Regions from separate parts of the Sus scrofa genome. Here all the other regions are linked to region 1. A link is a contact called in public HiChIP or PLAC-seq data. All regions are on one chromosome and are shown on one strand. The core of a region is the stretch at or near the end of the contact, and the rest is flanking DNA. Distances in the headings are between cores, read along the strand shown. Region 1 has its middle 14 kb from the start of ARNT. Region 2 has its middle 14 kb from the start of MCL1. Region 3 overlaps RPRD2 (regulation of nuclear pre-mRNA domain-containing protein 2).

Region 1 (4,254 bases), core at 1,427-3,926:
AACAAACAAATGAAAAACAGGAATGAAGCACAAATTGCTATAATCTTTTTAGTGTGTAATTTGACAATACCTATTAAAATTCTGTACATCCATAGCCTATAACTGAGCATTTATATTTCTAATACTTTGAGGAGTTTATCCCACAAAACATTTCCACAGGTGCCCAGAGAAATGTACAAGGGTATCCACTGCAGGAATTTTCTGGTGGCTCAGCAGTTTAAGGATCCAGTGTTGTCACTGCCATGGCTCTGGTTACAGCTGTGGAGAGGGTTCAGTCCCTGGCCACAGAACTTTTGTATGCCACAGGCACAGCCAAGAAAAAAAAAAAAAAAAGGTATCCATTGCAATGTTCATATAATAATAGGGACAATGCAAATGCCCACTAATAGGGAAAATGGACCATGGGAGATCTATGCAATGGAGTACCTGAGGACTCAGTAGCCATTAAAAAGAATGAAGTAGATGTGTATGTATTAAAATGAAAAGATGTGCAGCAACATGGATGGAACTAGAGACTCTCATACTAACTGAAGTCAGAAAGAGAAACACAAATACCATATGATATCACTTATATCTGGAATCTAACATATGGCACAAATGAACCTGTCTACAGAAGATAAACTCATGGACATGGAGAACAGACTTGTGGTTGCCAAGTGGGATGGGGAGGGAGTGGGATGGACTAGGAGTTTGAGGTTAGTAGAAGCAAACTATTGCATTTGGAGTGGATAAGTAATGAGGTCCTGTTGTATAGCACAAGGAACTACATCTAAACACTTGTGATGGAACATGCTGGAGGATAATATGAGAAAAAATATATATGTATAACTGGGTCACTGCTGTACAGCAGAAATCGAGGGAACATTGTAAATCAACTATAATAAAATTCTTTTAAAAATCTGCTTTTTAAAAATAAAATGCAATAAAATACAAAGTAAAATGAAAACTGGCCAAGATACACTGTTAAGTGAAAAAGCACAAAATAAGTATTATTTTGGGAATTCCTACTGTGGCTCAGAAGTAACGAACCCAGCTAGTATCCATGAGGACTTGGGTTCAATCCCTGGCCCCACTCAGTGGGTTAAGGATCCAGTGTTGCTGTGAGCTGTGGCATAGGTCGCAAACACGGCTCAGATCTGAAGTTGCTGTGGCTGAGGCATAGGCCTGTGGCTACAGCTCCAATTCAACCTCTAGTACTGGGAACCTCCATATGCTGTGGGTATGGCCCTAGAAAGACAAAAAAAAAAAAAAAAAAAAAAAGTATTACCTTGTGAATAAAAATACACATTTTAGTAAATACAGAAATTGAAGCTGGAGAAATTCACCAAACTGTTAACCAGGTATCTCTGAAGAATGAGATTAATGGGAGATTTTTATCTTTTGGTATGTGTATCTGTAATGTTTGAATTAATATGAGTTTACATCTCATTTGTAATTATAAAAAACAAATATATAACAATTTTGTTTCAAGGTCCATCACTAAATAGATGGAAGGTGGAGTTCCCATCGTGGCACAGCGGTTAATGAATCTGACTAGGAACCATGAGGTTTCGGGTTCGATCCCTGGCCTTGCTCAGTGGGTCAAGGATCCGGCGTTGCTGTGAGCTGTGGTGTAGGTTGCAGACTCAGCTCAGATCCCACATTGCTGTAGCTCTGGCATAGGCCAGTGGCTACAGCTCTGATTCGTCCCCTAGCCTGGGAACCTCCATATACCGCGGGAGCGGCCCTAGAAAAGGCAAAAAAAAAAAAACCTAAATAGATGGAAGCTATTACTGTGAGCCCCAAAGCCTGGTTTTGTTTCAGTTTTTCCTACCCTAGAAAGAAAAAGATAATACCCTTATCGTCCCTCAACTTCTGCACATAATTTGAGATGGTAAGGTCAAGGACAAGAGAAATTTGGAAACTGAAAATATTTTTTATTGCTATAATTCGTGTTACCTGGGAAAAGAAAAGCTTGAAGCCTGGGACTATACCTCATTCTCCATTCTGCCCCAGCCTCTAGCACAGTGATTGACATCTAGTAGGCAATCAGTAAATATGAATATGTATTAAATATACAGCACACCTTTCAGGAGTTACTTTTTTTCAAGGTGTCATAACGCCTTGAAAACTTATCTGCTTGAACAAAATAAATTTTGAGTAGATAATATCCCCACAAAAAATCCTCCCAGTTCTTACCTTGAAGCCCTGGAGGATGTCCCTCCAGAAATATTCTGTATACTTACAAGTGTATACACACACACACACACACACACACACACACACACACACACTCTATAGAAGCTTCTGTGATGAATCCAATAAAACCTTACAGGAAATGATAGTAAATGTTGCATTCAAGGTATATGTATGTGTATAATAACTAATGCTAGGTAAAATAGTTTTGTCTTTTCTGATTCAAATGTCCTAAGAAAATTCTTCTTGAGGAAAAGGGAAGATTTTAGAGCTCCACTGTTCTTGTTGACAAGACACCTCCAAAGTTCCTGATTCTTTAAGGCAGGTATGGGAGATTCAAGAATTCACATTTCTAGCAATTTCTCAGGGGATGCTGCTAATGCAGAGAATCATTGCACAGACCCGAAAAGCTGGCTACCGAACCATCTTCTACCACCCACGTGATCCCACTTAGAAGGTATTACTATGAACTATTAACCTTGGCTGTCCCAGCCCTGGCAGTGTTGTGGAAATATACTTCTACTGATCTAGGCTCCAATTTAATCTAGTGGGATCGTTTTCTCACTCACTATGGGAGTGTCTGAAACGTGATCCTGTTTTAGTTGAACTATTCATGAAGCATCACAGTTCAGTGTGGGAGTGGGAAAGGGAAAGAGCCACCAACCACTCTCCTTTTGTAAGAAGGGTCTGATGAAAAGAGGAGAGGCTGCCAAGAGATATGCCTGAGTAGGAGACTGCCCTGCCAACAGCCAGCCTCGGATAGCTCTCTCTCAAAGGGCAAGTACCCGTCCTGCCTTCCTGGTGAAGTTTTTATGGGAATAATTCCAACTCTTCTTTCTGCAAGTTTGGGGACTACTAGGGAAATGTCTGAGGGAAGTAAAGAGCTTTTTCTCCTTAGAGATTTTTTTTTTTTTTTTTTGCAAAGTGAAACTTTCATCTGAGAGGGAAGTCTTGAGCATAGTCTTGCTCTGAAGCAAATTTGGAGGACTTCTGTTAGTCCTGTTAGCTAGAGGATGTCTTTGATTTTAAGGATTATAGTAAGAAAGTTTTATGATGATATTTCTTCACCATCACCTCTCCCTTCAGACTAAACTTATGGCCAGGAAAAAAAGCTGAGCCTTTTTAAGTTTGGGTTGTGGGGTTTTGTTTGTTTTAAGAAATCAGAGTTCCCGTTGTGGCGCAGTGGAAATTAATCTAGCTGGTATCCATGAGGATTTGGGTTCAATCCCTGGCCTCTCTCAGTGAGTCTGGGATCCAGCATTGCCATGAGCTGTGGTGTAGGTCGCAGACATGGCTCCGATCCCGTGTTCCTGTGGCTGTGGCGAAGGCTGGTAACTGTAGCTCCCGTTCGACCCCCAGCCTGGGAACTTCCATATGCCACAGGTAGAGCCCTAAAAAAAAAAAGCAAAAAAAAAAAAAAAAAAAAAAAAGCAAAAGAAAGAAAGAAAAATATAGGGTACTACAGATGGAAAAAATATGGGTACTACAGATGGGGAAAAAAAAACGCAAGGAAAGGAAAAGGTGATTGATCTTTTTTGGAAGTTAAGTGGAAGAGGAACTGACATTGCTGCAGTCATGTAAATGAATACTGTTATTCTGTTCCCTACTTTAGCAGGACTGAATTTTACATAAACCAATAGATTCTTTTCCCTACTCTAATCCTGAGCAGTACTACTATTCAACTCAAAATAGAAACCTTAAGAACCACTAAAAAAATTCTAGGGCAAGTCTTCTCTTTGGAAAACAGATCTTGAATTTACTGTTTTATCTGTCATTTATACCTGTCAAGAAAAGCTATTTTATCTAGGAGGTTTCAGAAGAATGGAAACAGAATATCCAAGTCTCCAATAATTTGTTATGGTTTTTTACCCATTCTAAAAACTTTTAACTAATTTTGTATTTAAAATCTTGTATGCTTTTTCTTAAAGATAGGGACCTCCAAGTGTATAAATGTCAGGCCGTGTAAAACCTGGATTGGATCCTTGCACTTGAAAATAAAAGCCAAAAAACATACACATCATACTTGGAACAAAAACAACATCATCTCTTTTCTTTCCTCCTTTCAATAAGGTTATATGT
Region 2 (3,875 bases), core at 78-2,577, 260 kb before region 1:
CACTAGAGGTCACCCCTTCCCCCAGTATAGGTATGAGTTTCGCCCCTTGAGTCTGGAGCAGAGGAAACATGGCCTATGGTGGCTTTCTTGGTGGACTGTCTTTCTGTAAAGTCTCTTGGAATCTAATAGTACTTTTTTCCATCTGGGGCTGAAATGAATGGCAGCTGCCTTTTTTTCTTAAGTTTATATGATTTTTATTTTTTCCATTATAATCGATAGCAGCTGCCTTTTCATGGCTCCTTTTTCCTGTTCCCTTCCTTTGGCCCTGCCTCCTGCCTCCCTCGTCTTTTTCTGCTGTTATCCATTTCCCTGTTAAGCTCTTGGTTTATTGCTCTTCGTGGGGCGGGAGGAAAGGAAATGATTTTCAACCCCCACTTCCCTCCGCAGAACCGGAGGAGGAGCCTGGCCTGGCTCTAGGGGACTCGGGGGTGGAGTCGAGGGTGGAGCCAAGGCAGTACTGGATGTCCTGCCAAAGACATTCTTCGGAGATGTCTCACCCTCGTCTCCTCCCTTCTCCCTCCCCCACCCATAGCTACTCTCAAGGTAAATAGCCTGCTGGAGGTGCTGGGAGAGCGGGCAGCCTTTTCCATAACACGGGTCCTCTCCTGACCCCTACACTTCTGAGGTTTGAGTCCAGGTCTCCACTTGTGGAAGGCAGACTTCCTAGGGCCCAAGGGGGAGTGCAGTGGAAGGGAGCTGCTCTCCCCTTGGGAGCGTCCCTCCCCCATGCCTGCACCTCCACAAGTCTAAGACCATAAATAAAGGCCTGCAGAAACAGCTGGACTCAGCAACAGCTGGACTCAGTGACGGCTGTTCCCTGAGCACGCACGCCCAGACCCTGAGAAGGACCTCAGAGCCGCCTTCCACTTCTGCTCTAGCAGCTCCCTGACGTCATACCATTGCCTTGGGACACAGGCCTTCCCTGGGTTGGAAATGGCTGAAAAGGAAGACTCCAGACAGCATCTTGGGAGGAGAGTGGATGAGGAAGGAGGCCAAAGAAAGCTGAGGGAAAGGAAAATGAAACTGACTTTAGTCCAGGGAGAGGAGTGAGGAAGAGGGTACCGGCAACGACCAGTCTCAGTGTCTGCCCTCAGTCTAAAGAGAAGGTGTCAGATGTGTTCGGCTCTCTGGTGAACCTGTGAGGGGATCAAAGATGTGGGGGGAACCAGGGAAGTGGGGCCTAAGCCAGCCTTGTGGACACTGAGGGCTGAGGGTGGAGTCCTGAGCCTGGGGGAGGGGTGTGGTGAGCTGGGGCCCTCCCAGCGATTCCTGGAAACTGAAGGCTGGGCGGTGGCCCTGGCTCAGCTGACTTCTCCGAAGTTCCTCCTCCCTCTGAGGGCCTCTCAGGGCTGTTGCTGGGCGGGCTTGGAGTTTGGCCTGAGCCTGAGAACCAATCACAGGCGGGAATGCCCCCACAGCCCCTCTAGGGCTCCCCCAGCTTCAGGACCTCCCTTCTCTTTCTGAGAGCCCCCAACTCCCTCTTAGCCTCCAGCTTCTGACTTCGCAAGATGCAGGCTTTCATCTGGGTGGGAGTGGGGGTTGCTCCCTTTCCCCTCGGGCTTTAAAGCTAAGATTCTATGCAGCCCTAAGGGTTCTTTCCTCTGGTCACTGAAGTCAGTATGGGGGTCAGTATGAAAATTTTCAGGAAGGGGAACCTGACCCCAAGCACCCCTTTTCCTGGCCCCTTAGAGGGGAGTAGTGTGGCCAGATACCTCTTTGTTGACCTCTGAAACCCTCTGGAGGGACTTGGGAGAGAGGAAGCTGCAACCCAAGGTCAGGGAGATGTGGTGGAGGGGCCCCTAGGTTTGGTTCTCTGGGGGGAATTTAAGGAAGGACTCAGAGGAACTGGACCCCTGAGAATTGAAGTGGGGGTGGGGTGGTGATAGGCACAATCTTCACGTGCACGAGAGAGATCAAGCGTGCAGAAGGCCAGCAGATTGCTAGGGCTTCTCATTTCTGGGTGTTTGCTGGGGGAAGGCGGCTGTGGTTCTGTATCAGTGGACTTAGGGGTGAACTGAGATGTCAGTTCAGCTGGGTCAGAATTCCTCTCCCCTCCCCCCTGGCAGCTTACCCAGGGTAATTACCCACCCAGTGAAGCTACAGCCTTCAGTCTAAGTTTAGCTCCTAAACTTCCCCAAGGAGGAGGGGGCCCTTCCTGCAAGCAGGTGCTCACAGCTGTAGGGGCAGGTCTGAGGAGACCTGTTCTCTTCACTCCTCCAGAGTCAACCTCTCTGGTAACTAGGAGTGAAGTGGAGCACAGGGCCCCAGTTGCTGGCCCAGGCAGGGGTGTCTCAATTTTAAGACACCCACGTAGGAGCCCTTGAGGTGGGGATCCAGGTAGACCGAGATAGCGCAGTAGGAGGGCAAAGGGATTAGAGAACAAAAGGCAAGAAGGTCTCCTCCAGACTGTCTCCAACCAGATCCTCTTTCATTTTTTGCTTTGTCCTTCTCCCCAGTTTTACAAATAGAGACTTGATTTGAACTTGAAGCCCTCCCCACCGGGGTAAGCTGAATCAGGGAGACCTCCCCTCTCCTTAAGGCAGGGAGAATTGTGCTAGACCAGAGATTACAGTTTGGAGGTGGAGTGCAGGTGGGGTTCCTACATCACCTACTCTCCAATCTGACATCTCTGGTTCTGGGAGTCCGCTGGGTGGGGAAGTTAGAGCAGCAGGGGCTTATTTGTCACAGGCAGATGTTGAAGAGATGTCAGTTTAAAGGGGGAGCAGCACCTTCTACAGGAAGTAGAAAGCCTCAGGAAAGTACCTAAGTCTAAGTCTGTCAACAAGAGATATAAACAGTTTGGGTTAACCTCAAACGAGACAGCACCAATCTTCAATCTGACTTTGGGCTCCTTGACCCTGGAGACTGGGGAAGGCTCTAGAGGAGGGCATTTCATGGTTGGAGGTAGAAAGGACAGGAGGTAGACAAGGCTGGAGGGAGGAATGTGCAAAACTAGTCTAAAACAACGTATGCACAAGCCATGGTGGTCTGATCCTAGGGAACCGACTGGCCACAGCAGCTGAAGGAGAGGTGGCTCAGGCCAGGAACCAAGCAGACCACAGCATTTTCCCAGCGAGCACCAGAGAGCTGTGTGTGAATCCCCTGGGAAAGAGTCTTCTTTTCTTTTTTTAAGGGCCTTACACACAGCATACGGAATCTTCCAGGCTAGGGGTCAAATTGGAGCTGCAGATACCAGCCTCTGCCACAGCCACAGCGGATCCAAGCCACATCCTCGACCCACACTGCAGCTTGGGGCTACTCGGGATCCTTAACTCACTGATTGAGGGCAGGGATCAAACTCACATCCTCCTGGATACTAATCAGGTTTGTTACTGCTGAACCACAATGAGAACTCCTGGGAAAGAATCCTAGTATTAGAGGGATGGGTTCAGTTTCAGGAAGGTCCCAATTTGGGGATGTGTGAATGTGTTGTTCTCTTCTGAGCCTTGCTGAAATCTAAGAGACAGCGCTATAGAGTGAGGAGGAAAAGAAACTAGGGGTGAGAGAGAGTGAGGTTACTCATAAAAGACTCTGTGTGTCCCTGGGATCCCTAGGCTAAAAAGCAAGGTGGCAAAGGCCCTGCCCTTTTGATGGGGGGGGGGCAGAGTTAGCCTCCCCAGAACCACACTCCTTCTTGCATCTCTTCCTCCCTCCCCTTGACACGACTGATTCTTGGTTGGTGCCTCTTTCATGACATCATAAGACTCCCTTTTTAGCTCTAGTAGAGGAGGGGGCAACTTTTTTCTCTAAAAGACCAGAGAGTAAATATTTTTGGCTTTGTAACCCACAGAATCTCCATCGCAACTACTTGACTGCTGTGCAGCGCCAAAGCAGCCAGAGACAACATGTAAACAAAAGGGCATGGCTGGGTTTCA
Region 3 (4,259 bases), core at 1,102-3,601, 320 kb before region 1:
GAGTGAGGGTTTATTTGTGACTGTCAGTTGTTAACTTTAAGGAAATCTGTCAACAGCAGTAAATGAAGATGACAATGTATATATGTGATATAGTGAAACAAAAAAGACAATTCTGGTATTCATAACATGAAACAAAGGGGTTTTATTCTTTCTGTCTGTGATTTAAAATTCCGTGCCCATGCTCTGACTTTTGTATTTCAACCTGAATTTTAAAAAATAAACAAGTTTTTTTTTTTTTTTTTTTTTTTTAAAGAAAGCATAGCATAGTGTGTTTTGGCAAGGACGTGATTCATATGAAAGCAGAATATGTGAAGTTGTTACTAAGGTCCTTGGTGCTCACTGTAAAATCACAGACAGAGAATTGGTGGGTGGGGGTCATGAATACACGGGTACTACTTAAAACTCAGTGATACAGTATGAGAAATTGAGTACTTAAGTATTTTGTAAGAGTTTACTTCTTAGTCAGCTTAGATGAGACCTCTCCCTGCTCCCCTCCCAAAAGTTGAGAGTAAATAGAATTTGGTTTGTTTCCAGGGAGGGTAAAATGATCAGAGACTAGAATTTTCATCCTTTCCGATCCCAGGAATACAATGTTTGTGATATATATGGTACAGCAGACCTATCTAGATAATGTGAATATGCTAAACTTCCTAATTGCAGAATATTCACTATCAATCCTGAAGTTACTGGTTCATGCAGAATTAAGCTTCAGCTGTTAATGTTTTGAAGCCGCTGTAAATTACTGCTTTTCCCTTTTTTTTTCCTTCTCCTCTCTGCCCCCCTTTTTTGAATGGGCTGGGGTGCCTGTTAAGATTAAAATTAGATATGTTGGATTGATATTCTCACGTGTTCAGTGTGGAAAACAAAATGAGTATATGCTTTAGAGGCAACAACAATGAAATCTTTTTTGAAATGTGTATTAATATCATTTAATAAAATAACTAGTTCTAAAGGTTTGACATTTTTCTTTGAGATTTGGGGCTTTGACCAAGGGCCCCTGGCTTCTCTGGTGAGTGCAAATAGGAGAGAACTTCTCCAGGAGCTGAAACTTCTGCTTTGTGGAACAGGCCTGTGGTTGGAAAAACTTAAATTTTCTCCAGCAAAGACCCTACGTGACTGTCCAGGGCTGAAGGTGAAACCAGCTACAGAAAGCAGAAAGAAAAGCCTGGATATACCTCTGAAGATAACAGTTGTGTTGGCTTTTGGTCTGAGAGTGCGTGAGGGGTAGAGGGGGTGGTGTGTGTGCCTGCACAGTTCTGAGGCAAACAGACCACCCATCTCGTCCCTTCCTTGTGACCTCTTGCACTTTCTTCTCTTCCAGCCATTCCTTTTTTTTTTTTTTTAATCTCTTTGTCCCCAATATTATGTTTTTGTTTTCCTGTTTAATAAAGTATGGTTTCCTTTGTTGTGTGGTTGACTTTTCCCCTTTCACTTATCTTGTCCAGCTGTCCCCTTTGACTTCTGCCCTCAAAGTCACTGAAGGCAATCTGAGCCTCTTAAGATCTTCATGGCCTTGTGGGTTTTCTGTTTGATCCTTTATGTAATTCAGCTTTGGAAAGAGATGATGGGTGGGTGAGATCGAGGTGTTCAGGGAGTGGTTGGTAATGAAGTGAGTATACTGGTGGATGATAATTTGTGTATATCCTCAAAAAGTCGTATAGTTATGAGCAAAGAAGCAACTTGGGGTGGTGTTGGTAGGGATCCTTCTGGCCAATTCTTTGCCCACATCTACCCTTCTTGCATGTTGATAGTCTATCATACAGAAGCCACACTCAACCCTCCTCTCTTGCCCCATCCCTTTTTCATGACCCAGTGAGGCTTAGTGAATGGAATGTTGGCTTAAAGGGTAAAGAGAGTCACTGCATCTAGACCAGGCCCGGGTCACTGGCAGGGTAGAAGACTCTAAATAGCAGCCTTGAATGCGAAGCTACACGTGTCACCAGATACTTCAGAAATAGCAGCAGCCTAGGAACACACCCAGTAGGTAGGGTGTACCACTGTACTGGCTGCTTCTGGAATCTGGCTCACCCTTTCTTCCTTTCTTGAGACCTTGACTTGCCCACCTGATACCTGTCTCCAGCCCCAAGGAAGCCATAGCTTTTGGAATTTCTCATCAGCCTTTCTGGGCATGTTGAAAATATGTTAACTTCCCTGAAATTGTTTTTATTTAAGTCAGTCTAGTATAGGAGGGACGAGTTAGTCCCTCATGTGTGTAGACAGAATAACAAACACCATCTTAGTGGGTTTTAGGGTATTGAGGTGTTTCTCATACTTGTTTATGAGTAACTATGGACAGGTCCAGTCAGCTGCTATTCACAATTGCTGAGTAGTTAAATCATTGAGGCTGCAAGACGGACACCTGTAAGTGAGATACTAGCTCTTAAGTAAACATCCTGTTCTGCCTTCCCTCATGTAGAAGTAAAGAGAGGCACATGTAAAATGAAATATCAAGTTATTTCTGAGTTAACTGCTGGCAGGAGGACAGGAGAAACCTTCAAGGCTTAGTTACAAGGTTGAGGAGAGGGTGGTAACGTTGAGAACCACAGTTGCCTTATGGTTCCTTTTTTTCCCCCTGTCCTGTGGCAAGAGTCAAAAATTGATAACATAGATGTGGTTGGAGGGGCTAGTGAGCAGTCTCAACAGGAAGAACACAAATACAGGCTGTAGTTTTTTTGTGTTTGACTTAAAAAGGTGTGGGCTAAACCAGTCCATCTCTTGGGGTTCCTCGCAAATTGGAAGTTCCAGCAAAATTACTTCCTTTCCCTTCCCCATTGTATGCCCTTCTTGTTGAGAATTAAGTCCTGTACTGCATAATTTGTGCAAAGAAGGAGATAAGAAGACTTGAAACTTACTACATTTTTCTTGGGGTATTGAAGAAAGTATTCTTCCCATATTTTCTAGGAAGCTGATCATTGTGAAGGGCAGTACAGATTGGTATTCATTTCAAATCTTGGTTATTGAGTAGTGGAAAATAGTTGTATGTAGCCTTCTATAATCCTAGATACAGGACTGCTTTCAGAGTACTTTGCTATTTGCTTTTTTTTTTTTTTTTTTGGACTTCAGCAGTCAAACTTGACACATCCCTGCCCTGGCTCTTGTGTTTCAGAGACTTTATATATTTTTCCTTTGGTCTGGACCTGACAAACCAGGGTCATTTAAAAGGTAGGGTTGGAGGAAGCTGTTTCCTTGTCTCTCTTCTACAGACTCAACAGATGTCTCGGAAAAGGGACATCTTCTAGGTAACCCAAAGGCTTTGTTATCGAAGTTCAGTTTATCCCCATGCCCCTGGTAGGACGTTTTCCCCTCTTGATTTATTCTGAAGATTTGGCTGAACTTTCCCTTTGTGGCATCCTAAAGCGAAGTTAAAATTTGGCCCCATCCTAGATCTTCATTACTAAGGGCAAGAAAAAAATGTTTAACCTAACCTCCCCATAGCACTTAACTATAGCTTTAGCTACTTGGCTAGTTCTTTGCACCTCGAAAGCTTTTGGTGGCAATAATAAAAATCTTTTTATATATTTTACCTTCTTACATTTCTCTTTTTTTACCTCCACTATCTTTTCTACCTCTTTGGTACTTGGAAATTTTTCTTCTAAGAATTGAGATTTGGAGTTATGTGTTGATCCTGATGACAAGTGGGAAATGTAATTTACCTTCAGTGGAAAGAGTTCTTACATATAGGTAGAATACTTACATACGGATTAGAAAAACAATGCCTCCTCAGCCAAAGCATTAGCTAACAAGATGTCTATTTTAAAAGTGGAATAAAACTGAGAATTCCCCAAAATTGATTAAAGGTCTAGGATACCCTTTCCTGAGGATTCCCCTTTCCCTAGACTTCTGTGAAATCTGGCATTATTTCATAAACTCATCTTAGTGTGGTAGGGAATATTTGATGAGATGCCTCTTCTTGGCTTTTTATTGGATCTCTCTCCCCCTTATATTAAAGGCCTCTTAGGCCCCAAAGGCTCCAAGCAGTATGCCTTGGAGAGAAAAAGGGAGATGTGCTACCAAATAAGAGGCATCATCATTATCCTGGTCCCAGAGAGACAACATAGCATGGCATAAAACAGGCCTTGGATTCAGACGGACTGGGGCTTGACTTCTCTGAGGGTCATTTGCAATATTTTAAAGGGAGTTTTAAGAAGAGCTACTGCTTGTTGGAGTTCTAGGAGTTAAATGAGATAGTGAAGCACGAGTCTTGGCACACAGTAGTTGTTCAGTGATATTCTGGTGGAAGGTAAGAGTAGTTTTAGGAA

What was found. HiChIP or PLAC-seq counts read pairs in DNA pulled down with a chosen protein or histone mark.
Region 2: a contact with region 1 is called in an H3K27ac HiChIP or PLAC-seq map of skeletal muscle. The contact joins two enhancer-like sites. A contact is called at or near these places in 1 of 47 Hi-C or Micro-C datasets (embryonic fibroblasts) and 2 of 2 datasets of contacts at active chromatin or transcription factors (alveolar macrophages and skeletal muscle).
Region 3: a contact with region 1 is called in an H3K27ac HiChIP or PLAC-seq map of skeletal muscle, with 3 times the contacts expected there. The contact joins two enhancer-like sites. A contact is called at or near these places in 2 of 47 Hi-C or Micro-C datasets (embryonic fibroblasts and epiblast stem cells) and 1 of 2 datasets of contacts at active chromatin or transcription factors (skeletal muscle).

Annotation. Positions count from the first base shown.
Region 1 is chr4:98,317,608-98,321,861 of Sscrofa11.1, reverse strand. No RefSeq gene overlaps it. Among named protein-coding and RNA genes, the nearest start is that of ARNT, 14 kb to the left of the region's middle. Within about 2 kb of position 2,676, at least 4 of the 83 cell types and tissues checked have an H3K27ac peak or open chromatin away from gene starts, as enhancers often do. A contact at or near this core is called in alveolar macrophages and skeletal muscle, where this site is marked.
Region 2 is chr4:98,573,718-98,577,592 of Sscrofa11.1, reverse strand. No RefSeq gene overlaps it. Among named protein-coding and RNA genes, the nearest start is that of MCL1, 14 kb to the right of the region's middle. Within about 2 kb of position 1,327, at least 79 of the 83 cell types and tissues checked have an H3K27ac peak or open chromatin away from gene starts, as enhancers often do. A contact at or near this core is called in alveolar macrophages and skeletal muscle, where this site is marked.
Region 3 is chr4:98,637,618-98,641,876 of Sscrofa11.1, reverse strand. It overlaps RPRD2 (regulation of nuclear pre-mRNA domain-containing protein 2), which reads left to right. Exons shown (of 11, transcript XM_013988087.2): 11 at 1-952. Among named protein-coding and RNA genes, the nearest start is that of TARS2, 4.4 kb to the right of the region's middle. Within about 2 kb of position 2,351, at least 7 of the 83 cell types and tissues checked have an H3K27ac peak or open chromatin away from gene starts, as enhancers often do. A contact at or near this core is called in skeletal muscle, where this site is marked.